3 separate regions of the Mus musculus genome follow, and regions 2 and 3 are each linked to region 1. A link is a contact called in public Micro-C and promoter capture Hi-C data. All regions are on one chromosome and are shown on one strand. Each heading gives the region's core, a stretch centred on a gene start, on an enhancer-like site or on the middle of the called end of the contact. The rest is flanking DNA. Distances are from core to core; before and after follow the strand shown. Region 1 holds the start of Cks2 (CDC28 protein kinase regulatory subunit 2). Region 2 has its middle 110 kb from the start of Gm40948. Region 3 overlaps Spin1 (spindlin 1).

Region 1 (2,700 bases), core at 75-2,574:
CTAAACATTTCCATCCAAATAATTATTTGCCTAATTTAGAAAGACAGTACAATTACTTTCGGTCATTTTTGGATATTTCCAAACCAAGTTCTGAGTTACTATAACGACCAAATATTAAGCCAATTATCACATGGTTACCATTGTGAAGTTTGTAATTACTATGTAAAGACTGTTATGTATTTAAATTTTTTAGTAAGGGGGAAAAAAAAAACCCATGAGACTTCCCTACTTAAGAACATTCAAGTTTATAGCATTAGTGCATCGTCAAACAGCCTGGAAAAAGTTTTCTGGCTGTGAAGACTTCTACACTAGCGGACTGAGAGAATGGGGGGTGGGGCGGTGAAGCCACTCTTTTAAAAAGTGTCTCATCCCTCAAACAGCATTCTGGACACTAACCTAAAAGGGCAGCAAACAGAAAACAAGGTCACTATTTGCCCAAGGGAGGAACAGGTTTTACCCACCTGGAGTCCTTGACTGTGTCCCAGAATGCAACGCTCTAATCCCAACCCAGAAGAACCCAGCGACGGAAAGGCCTTTGAAACCACACCCCAAGTCATAAGGGATACAATAAAGTTAACTACAATCCTCCCTTACTTTCCACAATCCCATTTGCTAATTATATTAACGTAGGTACTACCTTCCTGCGCATCTCAGGATTTAAAACTCAAAACTTCCTCAAAAGCCCCAAACGTGGCCAATATGGACTAGCAGTTGAAGGTAACGTAGCCACCACCACCCCAATCCTTCCGAAGGCAATCTCGAGTTTTCAATTTGATCTTGAAGCCCTTTAACAACGCCCCGTGTTACAGCGTCTGGAGCCGTTACCCATCAGACACTCGATAATGCCCGTCGGGTGCGTTTCCGGGGACTTCCCCTCCCGGCCAGTCCGGGCCAGTGCGGTTTGCGGTCGTGAACTCCCAGACTAGGCGCTGCCCACCCATCTAACGACTCCCCATCTCCTGCGATCCCCGCAACACTACACAAAGCAAGGCTGCCCGGACGGACGGAGGCCTCTAAGGGGGTCCGAGTCCCGACCACCAGGTCTGACCTCCCAGCGCGGCCCTCCTCCGCAGGCGCTCCTCACCGGTACTCGTAGTGCTCATCGAAGTACTTGTCTGAGTAGTAGATCTGCTTGTGGGCCATCCTGCCGGCGCGCAGAGGAGTAAGCGGGATCAGGAAACCGGGCGCAAGGGGCTCTACGTCCGCCTAGGGCCGACGCAACGACTCGAATGAGGCCAACGACCGCAGGCCCAACGCTCTGGATTTGAATCCGACAGCCCTCCGCCGATTGGGCGAAGCCACCAACCAATCACGCTCCGCGCAGACCTCGAGGACAGGTAACCAATCAGAAGCCTGTTGCAAGATTGCGAGGGCGGGAGTAAGGATTGGCTAACGATTCAGCGAGGAGCGCCCGGCGACCCCAAGAGATATTGAGAAGGGCGGAGCCGAGTCGTTAAGTGCCTCGCAGCGCGTGCGCAGTGGTTTAGAACGTGCCTGGGGGCAGAACCGTTGGGTGGTGGGCGGACACGAGATGAGGTATCCGGGGCTCTGGGGGCCGGAGCGGCACGAGACGCCTGGGGGGCGGTCTCTGTGGTCAGGGAAGTCCAGCTGCGGAGCGTTCCAGAGGGTAAGGTGCCCTCCGCTGCCCCTGATGGCAACGCTAATTACGCTTGGCTGCGAGCTAGTCCCATCTTAAAAAGATGTGCTCATGTAAAAGGAAGTTGAAAGGGTGTTAAGTCGTGGTTTCGTGCAGCAAGTTACATATAACAACCATTTTCTACAATGAGCAGGTGTCATTTTTCTTTTAATATTTTTGCGATTTGTTGCAGTGGATGAATTGCTCTGGTGTGGCTGTTAGGATAACAAAGTAACCCACGGCAGCTGGGCGTACTGGCCCACACCTTTAATCCCTGTACTCCAATGCCAGGTCAACACCCCTCCCTCCTCCTTTTTTTTTTTTAGTTTGGTTTGGTTTTTGTTTTTTCGGAGACTGGCTTTTCCTGTGTAGCTCTGGCTGTCCTGGAACTCACTCTGTAAACCAGGCTGGCCTCGAACTCAGAAATCCATTTGCCTCTGCCTCCCAAATGCTGGGATTAAAGGCGTGCGCCACCACCGCCCGGCTGTTTTTTGTTTTGTTTTGTTTTGTTTTGTTTTTGAGACAGAGTTTCTCTGTGTAGCCCTGGCTATCCTGGAACTCGCTCTGTACACCAAGCTGGCCTCAAACTCAGCGATCCTCCTGCCCCTGCCTCCCCAGTGCTGGGATTAAAAGTGGATGCCCCATCACCGTCCAGCTTCAGCCTAATATCTTTAACAGATGGTAGGATAGCAAAGTGTGATCCTGTCTAAAATAATAAAAACGGAAGTCAGCATGTAACTACAATTTTATTTTTTTATAGAGTTGGGTAATCAGGTGCCTGCAATCTTTTAACGACAGGTTTCCCGACTTCACTTGGCCCTCAGTTAAAGAGAACACAAGATCGTCTGACTTCTTGCACAACTTTAAAGTTATTTTTAGCACTAAAATAATAAAGGTGCTAATTGCCTACCGATATTATCACGTGAGACAACAGGTGGGATTAAAATTTCAACATGTAAATAGGAGGATGTAAGCATACACTCTATAACACAAATAATATGGAGGTATGAGTTCTGTTCTGAAAGATCTTTAATTACTATCTAAGCAGTGGTTCTCAACCTTCC
Region 2 (2,700 bases), core at 121-2,620, 330 kb before region 1:
CCTATACTCATGTTCATAACCACAGACACACACCATTTTAAACATAAAATAAGAAGTAGAAAGATAACTTGCTACGAAAGGGAAAGCACCCCTGAGACTAGGGTACAAGTGAGCCAGTGAGCCAAAGGTAAAGCTTGGGCCACAGGGCACCAGACCTTTCTAGGACATTACACAGCTTCTTGCCCATGCTTCGTTTGTGGGTGAAGTATGGGTGAGAAAGGACTTCCATTCTTTTTCTGCAAACTAAGTGTGCTCCATTTGTTGTCTGATGCCAGGTGGGAAAGAGCTTCCTTTGTATGCTAATCTTGATACAGATTTGTTCTACCACCAGGGTTGTGCAGGGCCCTGGCAGCAGCTGCTCCAGCGTGAAGCCTCCCTTCTCCTTCTGGGGCCAGCTACAAGGAAGACTGTTGTGAAAGTGACCTAGAAAAGCCACTTTGACCCAGGTAGGAAAGGCAGGGAGGAGAGGGAAGCTGCTGCAGGCTCTGAGCAAATTGTCAGTCCGCCCTCTGTCCCCTCTAGCAGCAGGAACAAGTCCTGCTGTCACCTTCTCTGTGTCAGCTTTCTGCTAAGGCCTAAGGCAGCCCGTGGCTCCAATATTTAACCCTGCCAGCTGGAGCTCCCCAGTCTTCCTTTCTTCCTTGGCATCTCACTGCTGAAGGCCTGCCCATTCCCAAGACCGACCCTCCCCAGAGTCACTGTCCCCAGACCCCCTTCTCCAATAACCATCAGCGAAACAATAAAAATCCTATTCATGTTGGAGGTGAAGTCAGATTACATCTCAGCCTGCTTGCCTCTAAAACCTGTTTTAATCTAAAGGATCCTTAAGGAGGCTGGCAGCTGGCCAGCAGAGTGACCATGGATGGGGACAGCAAGTAGTCCTCAGGATACTTTAAGGCCTCGCCTTGCACACCAGCCCCACAGCACTGGGTGCCTTTCAATTGGTTCTGAGAGTTCTCGAAGGCCAAAGGCCTGCAGGGCAGGCATGAGGGTCTGTGTCCACAGGAAGGGGGGGGGGGGCAAGCTTCTGCACAGCTGGAGTGTGCTGATAAGAGTCTTACCAGGGCAGGGCGGGTCCCCTGGGTGCATGCATGCTCTCCCTCTGCCTCCTGGCTTCTTCATACTTTGTCCCCTGCCACCACCATAAAGTACAGTGTGACCTGTCACATTCCAGAGCTGTGGCCTGGAGCCACCCAGCCCTTCGTATTGGCAAAGGAAGGGCTGGGCCACACAGCTGCTAAAAATGGCTGCTTCAGCCTTCCTACCCCAAAGAGTACATGCTGACATTCCTGCCATAGTTGAGGAAGGTCCAGCCCTGCTCCAGTTTGTGGCAGCTGCTCCCCAGGGCTCCCCTAGTCTGCAGTAGCTCCGCCCAGGCCTCCCTGCATTCCTCAAACTCCAGTCAGAAGCCTCTGTTTGCAGGAGCTGGGAGCCCACCAGGCAGAGGACGCTCAATGCTCCCTGGTCCCATGAGAGTCGGGGACAGGCATGTCACAGGCATGCCTCCTCCCAAAGAGAGGTAGTAAACCACCAAATGCCAGCCTCACTGCTGAGGTAGAGAAACTGGATCTGAGAATGCCTGTGCCATGCTACCCTTACCCAAAGTCCAGCAGAGTCTGACTCCAGGATTACCATCTCCTGGTTTATGAGTGAGTTATCTTCTGACATCTCACTGCTTTGGAAGGTGAAGAGGCACAGGTTTTTCTTCCTGGGGTGAGCCCGAGAATCAGCACACGCCTCTCCAGACATACCGGTGTGTGGCTTGCTTCCTCCAAGGTCTCTGGGGAGCAGGGAACTCAGCTGGGTCTCCAACCCACGCCCTGGCCCAGCCTTGTGGTAGAACTGGAGTCAGGCGCCATTGAAGCGGAGTTGGCGGCCTTCCCTGGTTGGGAAGAGGGCTTCATTGGGTGAGTCCCACAGACCAGGGTGCCCCTGGGGCTTGTAGACCAGAGCAGAGTTAGGAGCCCCGCCAAGCCTCCTCTCCAACGACACCAAAATTATCCTGTCGCTCCTAGGGCTGTGGTAAACTTTACAAAACTCTTTGAAGTTCAAACTGTGCCTGCCCACAAAAGGGGCTCAGCAGCCAAACTGTCTTACAGGGCAATTAAGATGTTGTCTGCAGGTATCAGGCTGTCTGCAGGGTTTGCTGGCACTCAAGACGGGTCTGCAAGAAGGTCAGGCACAGCCAGGGCAGTGGCCACAGGCCTGGCATAGGGGCCGCAGCTGAAGAAAATGACCCTGGAGGATGCCAGAGCCATTGCTGGGACACACACAGTCTCCTTCCCACCTGCACCTTGGTCTCAGGCCACACACCTGAGCTCCAGTGCTTTGATGGCCTGCCTGCCTTTGTGGGCGGTGTGAGCCTCAGCTCCAGGCAAAGCTGTAAGAGCTGATTCTGTTTGCTTTTTATCAGAGAGCTGAGGAAGGAGTTGAAAGCTGGGGCTCAGGTCTTTCAAATAAAACCTGCGAGACTGGGGAGGGAAGAAGACCACCACAAGTCCTGAAAGAGAGCCAACATGTGTCTGCAGCCTCCAGGGTTCTTGGCTGGGCTGGGCTGGCAGCTAGCTTCATAGTGCACTGGGAACCCTGTTTGGGGGATTGGGCTGTGGCTTCATTGAGATCCAGTCAGGAGCCTAAGTATGAAAACCAAAGTGCGGCCTCTCCTGTTCTGCATCAAAGCTCGGGCTGGCTGCACACTAC
Region 3 (2,920 bases), core at 310-2,809, 510 kb after region 1:
TTACAGTAACATCAAGTGATGGTGTTTCTGTGGTTGAAATATTTACATAAAATACTAATACTACTCTGGCTATTTTTATGTGTGCACAAATGCACATACAAGAATGTGTGTCCATGAAGAGGCCAGGGGTGCTATTAGGTGTCTTCCTCCACTGCGTGCTCTCCACCTCATCTTTTAAAGCAGGATATCATCTTTTCTCTCTCTCTCTCTCCCTCTCTCCCTCTCTCTCTCTCTATATATATATATAAATAAATCATCTGGATGCCATTTAGGCTAGACTGGCTGGCAATGAGTTCCTAGGATCCACACATCTCTGCCACACCCCAAACAACTGAAGTTAGAAACAAATGGTCCATCTGAGGACCCAAACACAGGTCCTCGTGCTTATTAAGAAAGCACTTTACCCACTCAGTCATCTGCCCGGGCCCCTATCCTGGCTTCTGACATTGGGGGGGGGGGGGCGGGGGAGGGAGGGGAGAGGCCACACTTCATTTCACTTTGAAATAGAAGGACAAAGGACAAGACTTGGACGCAACACAAGCCACACCAACTTGACAGTTGCTGCGATGTGCCGAGAGTCAAACAGGGCTGAAGAGGTTTCCTTCCCGTTTTACAAAGATGCATGACAATTACAATTAATTTCTTAAAAAAAAGAAAAAAAAAAGAAATCATAGTTACAGTAGCTAAAAATATATAAAAGAAATGCATTGTTTGCATGCCCTTAGTTTTGCCAGAGGTTCTGGAAACAATGGTCTCTTGAAACCATGAGGAAGGACTTCAGAGGAAGTAAGCATTGGGAGGGAGGGAGGGAGGGAGGGAGGGAGGGAGGGAAGGAGGGAGGGAGGAGCTGAGGCACTGTGGAACTGGGAAAAGGAGTGGGGAAAGTGCAGCTCCTAGAAGCCAGACACCTCCACACCTCTTCCCCCACCCCTGCCCTCAAAGCAGCACACCTTCCTCCTAGGGAGAGCCATGTCCCCAGGCCACCCCACTGGAGTGTAAAACCCTAACTAAGCTGGGTATGAATAGAGCCAGGAAATAAAGTCCAGAGGCAGATCCAGGGGAGAAAAAAAAAAAAAAAAAAAAAAAAAGACAGACAAAGCAATAAATAGACCCAGGTGGCTAAGGAAAAGCCCTGTTTGAAATCAGCCAGCATGCGCTGAGCTGAGGAAGCTAGGGAAGTCTGGGGCAAAGGGGGCATCTGCTTATCTTCTCCCCTCCCTTCCAGCCCTGGAGTCCTGCTGGACAATATGCAAAAGCACCTTAAAGAAGAAATGTTCTTGATTGAGTTGTGATTGGCAGTAGAGGCTGGCCAGGAAAATATATCCATGTATTAGATAAAATGGTTAATGGCACTAAGCAAAGGAAAGAGACGCTGTCCAGTTGACTGTGCCAAGAAGTGCCCAGGTTGGATGTTTGTTTCTGGGTGTTGTCTGAGAATGTTCTGGAAAGGGGTCAGTATTTGAACTACTGGACTGAGGAAAAACAATGTGACCTCAGCAGTGCAAATGGGCTTCACTCAGCCTGCTGAGGGCCTGGACACAACAGGCAGGAAGATGGTTTTCTGGCTCCTGGTTCTCCAGCCTTGAACTAGGACTGAACTCTGCCATCAGCATTCCTGGCTCACACACTGCACACTGAGAGGACTTCTTGCCTCCTCTATATTGCATGACTCAGATTCTCATTATTTCATTCTCTTCTATCTCCTACTTACTGGTTCTCTTGCTCCAGAGAATCCTTACATAGGAACATGTGCCACAAAATGGGAAGATAGCCAGGTAAGACACAACATGAAAGAGCTAGGCAAGAAAACAGACAGACAACTGAGAGGCATGTGAGGAAACGGACGCATGGGTTTCCGTTAATACAAACCTGAGTGGTGAAGGGAGGCAGGGGTAAAACCTGAGGTGGCAGGTGTAAGGACTACAACAGACGCTGCACAGTCTGCTGTCAAAGGCCAACATAAACAGCATGTATGCACATAAGTGTGTGCACACCACAATGTGGAGTTGGTTTTCTTCTTACACATTACATGTGTTTAGGGAGTGGAAACCAAGTCACCAGGCTTATGAGGCAAGCGCCTTCTCTCTCTGAGCTAACTCACTAGTTCCCACAAAGTCACTTAGTACTGAGATTGCTAATTCAATGGGGACAACTGCTCCTGTGGGGGTGGGCAGCAATGGATGGTGGCGATTCTAGTAGACCTCACAAGACTCTAGTTCCCCTACCAAGAGGAAGTAGCTGAGGAGCCTGGAGTGGCAGGCTGGTGGCTGTGGCTAACAGTACTACGATAGGGTGCTGCATCTTTACATGTGTTTACACATGTGCTTACACACGTGTTTATGTGTCTCTGACAACAGCAAGTTTTAAAGTGCTTTGTGCAGGTCTCACATATTTTGTCTACTTAAAAATAAATTGTGTATTTTATGGCAATAAATTGTGAAAATATTATTGTCTGCAGACTATTTTATACAGGACATACTTTCTTGATCCCATCCAATAATCACAAATCCTCCCAGGTCAACTTCAGGTGTAAGGGACTCATGTCAATCTCATAGTATTTGAGAATCAATCAAAATATGTAACTGTTTTGACACTATAGATTTAACACAATTTTCAATCTCTTTCCACTCACACAACCAGTATTAAAAGAGAAGAAAAGCTTCTAACTACTAAATAACACTCAGACTCAAAAGAGGACTTCTAGGCATGTGAAGTGTCTAGGAACAAGCACCTGTCCTCCTCAGGGGTGAGAATGGGTCCTTAGACAGGTCTCAGAACACCAGATCTTCTCAGTTTTTACCTTTGTCTTCAGGCAACAGTCATAAACCATTAAATTTTTACACCCATATCCCAGTGCACTCCCCTCCATAGAACAGGTTCACAACAAAGGCTAAGGCAGGTGCCTCATCTGACCAAGGAA

What was found. Promoter capture Hi-C pulls out the DNA fragments that hold promoters and counts their contacts. A called contact is a pair of places that touch in the nucleus more often than the background predicts.
Region 2: a contact with region 1 is called in a Micro-C map of the G1E-ER4 cell line, with 2.4 times the contacts expected there. The contact joins the enhancer-like site here to the promoter of Cks2 in region 1. A contact is called at or near these places in 1 of 39 promoter capture datasets (hematopoietic stem and progenitor cells), 2 of 484 Hi-C or Micro-C datasets (the Ba/F3 cell line and the G1E-ER4 cell line) and 3 of 115 datasets of contacts at active chromatin or transcription factors (effector CD8 T cells, memory CD8 T cells and pancreatic cancer cells).
Region 3: a contact with region 1 is called in a promoter capture Hi-C map of liver, with 2.2 times the contacts expected there. The contact joins the enhancer-like site here to the promoter of Cks2 in region 1. A contact is called at or near these places in 8 of 39 promoter capture datasets (the 3T3-L1 cell line, 3T3-L1-derived adipocytes, the HPC-7 cell line and 5 more), 1 of 484 Hi-C or Micro-C datasets (the G1E-ER4 cell line) and 7 of 115 datasets of contacts at active chromatin or transcription factors (embryonic hindbrain and embryonic stem cells).

What each region holds. Positions count from the first base shown.
Region 1 is chr13:51,643,856-51,646,555 of GRCm38.p6, reverse strand. It overlaps Cks2 (CDC28 protein kinase regulatory subunit 2), which reads right to left and starts at 1,324. Exons shown (of 3, transcript NM_025415.3): 1 at 1,085-1,324. The coding sequence starts at 1,143.
Region 2 is chr13:51,974,676-51,977,375 of GRCm38.p6, reverse strand. No RefSeq gene overlaps it. Among named protein-coding and RNA genes, the nearest start is that of Gm40948, 110 kb to the left of the region's middle. Within about 2 kb of position 1,370, at least 181 of the 459 cell types and tissues checked have an H3K27ac peak or open chromatin away from gene starts, as enhancers often do. A contact at or near this core is called in the Ba/F3 cell line, the G1E-ER4 cell line and pancreatic cancer cells, where this site is marked.
Region 3 is chr13:51,135,825-51,138,744 of GRCm38.p6, reverse strand. All of the region lies in intron 3 of Spin1 (spindlin 1), which reads right to left. Among named protein-coding and RNA genes, the nearest start is that of Nxnl2, 34 kb to the left of the region's middle. Within about 2 kb of position 1,559, at least 44 of the 459 cell types and tissues checked have an H3K27ac peak or open chromatin away from gene starts, as enhancers often do. A contact at or near this core is called in liver, where this site is marked.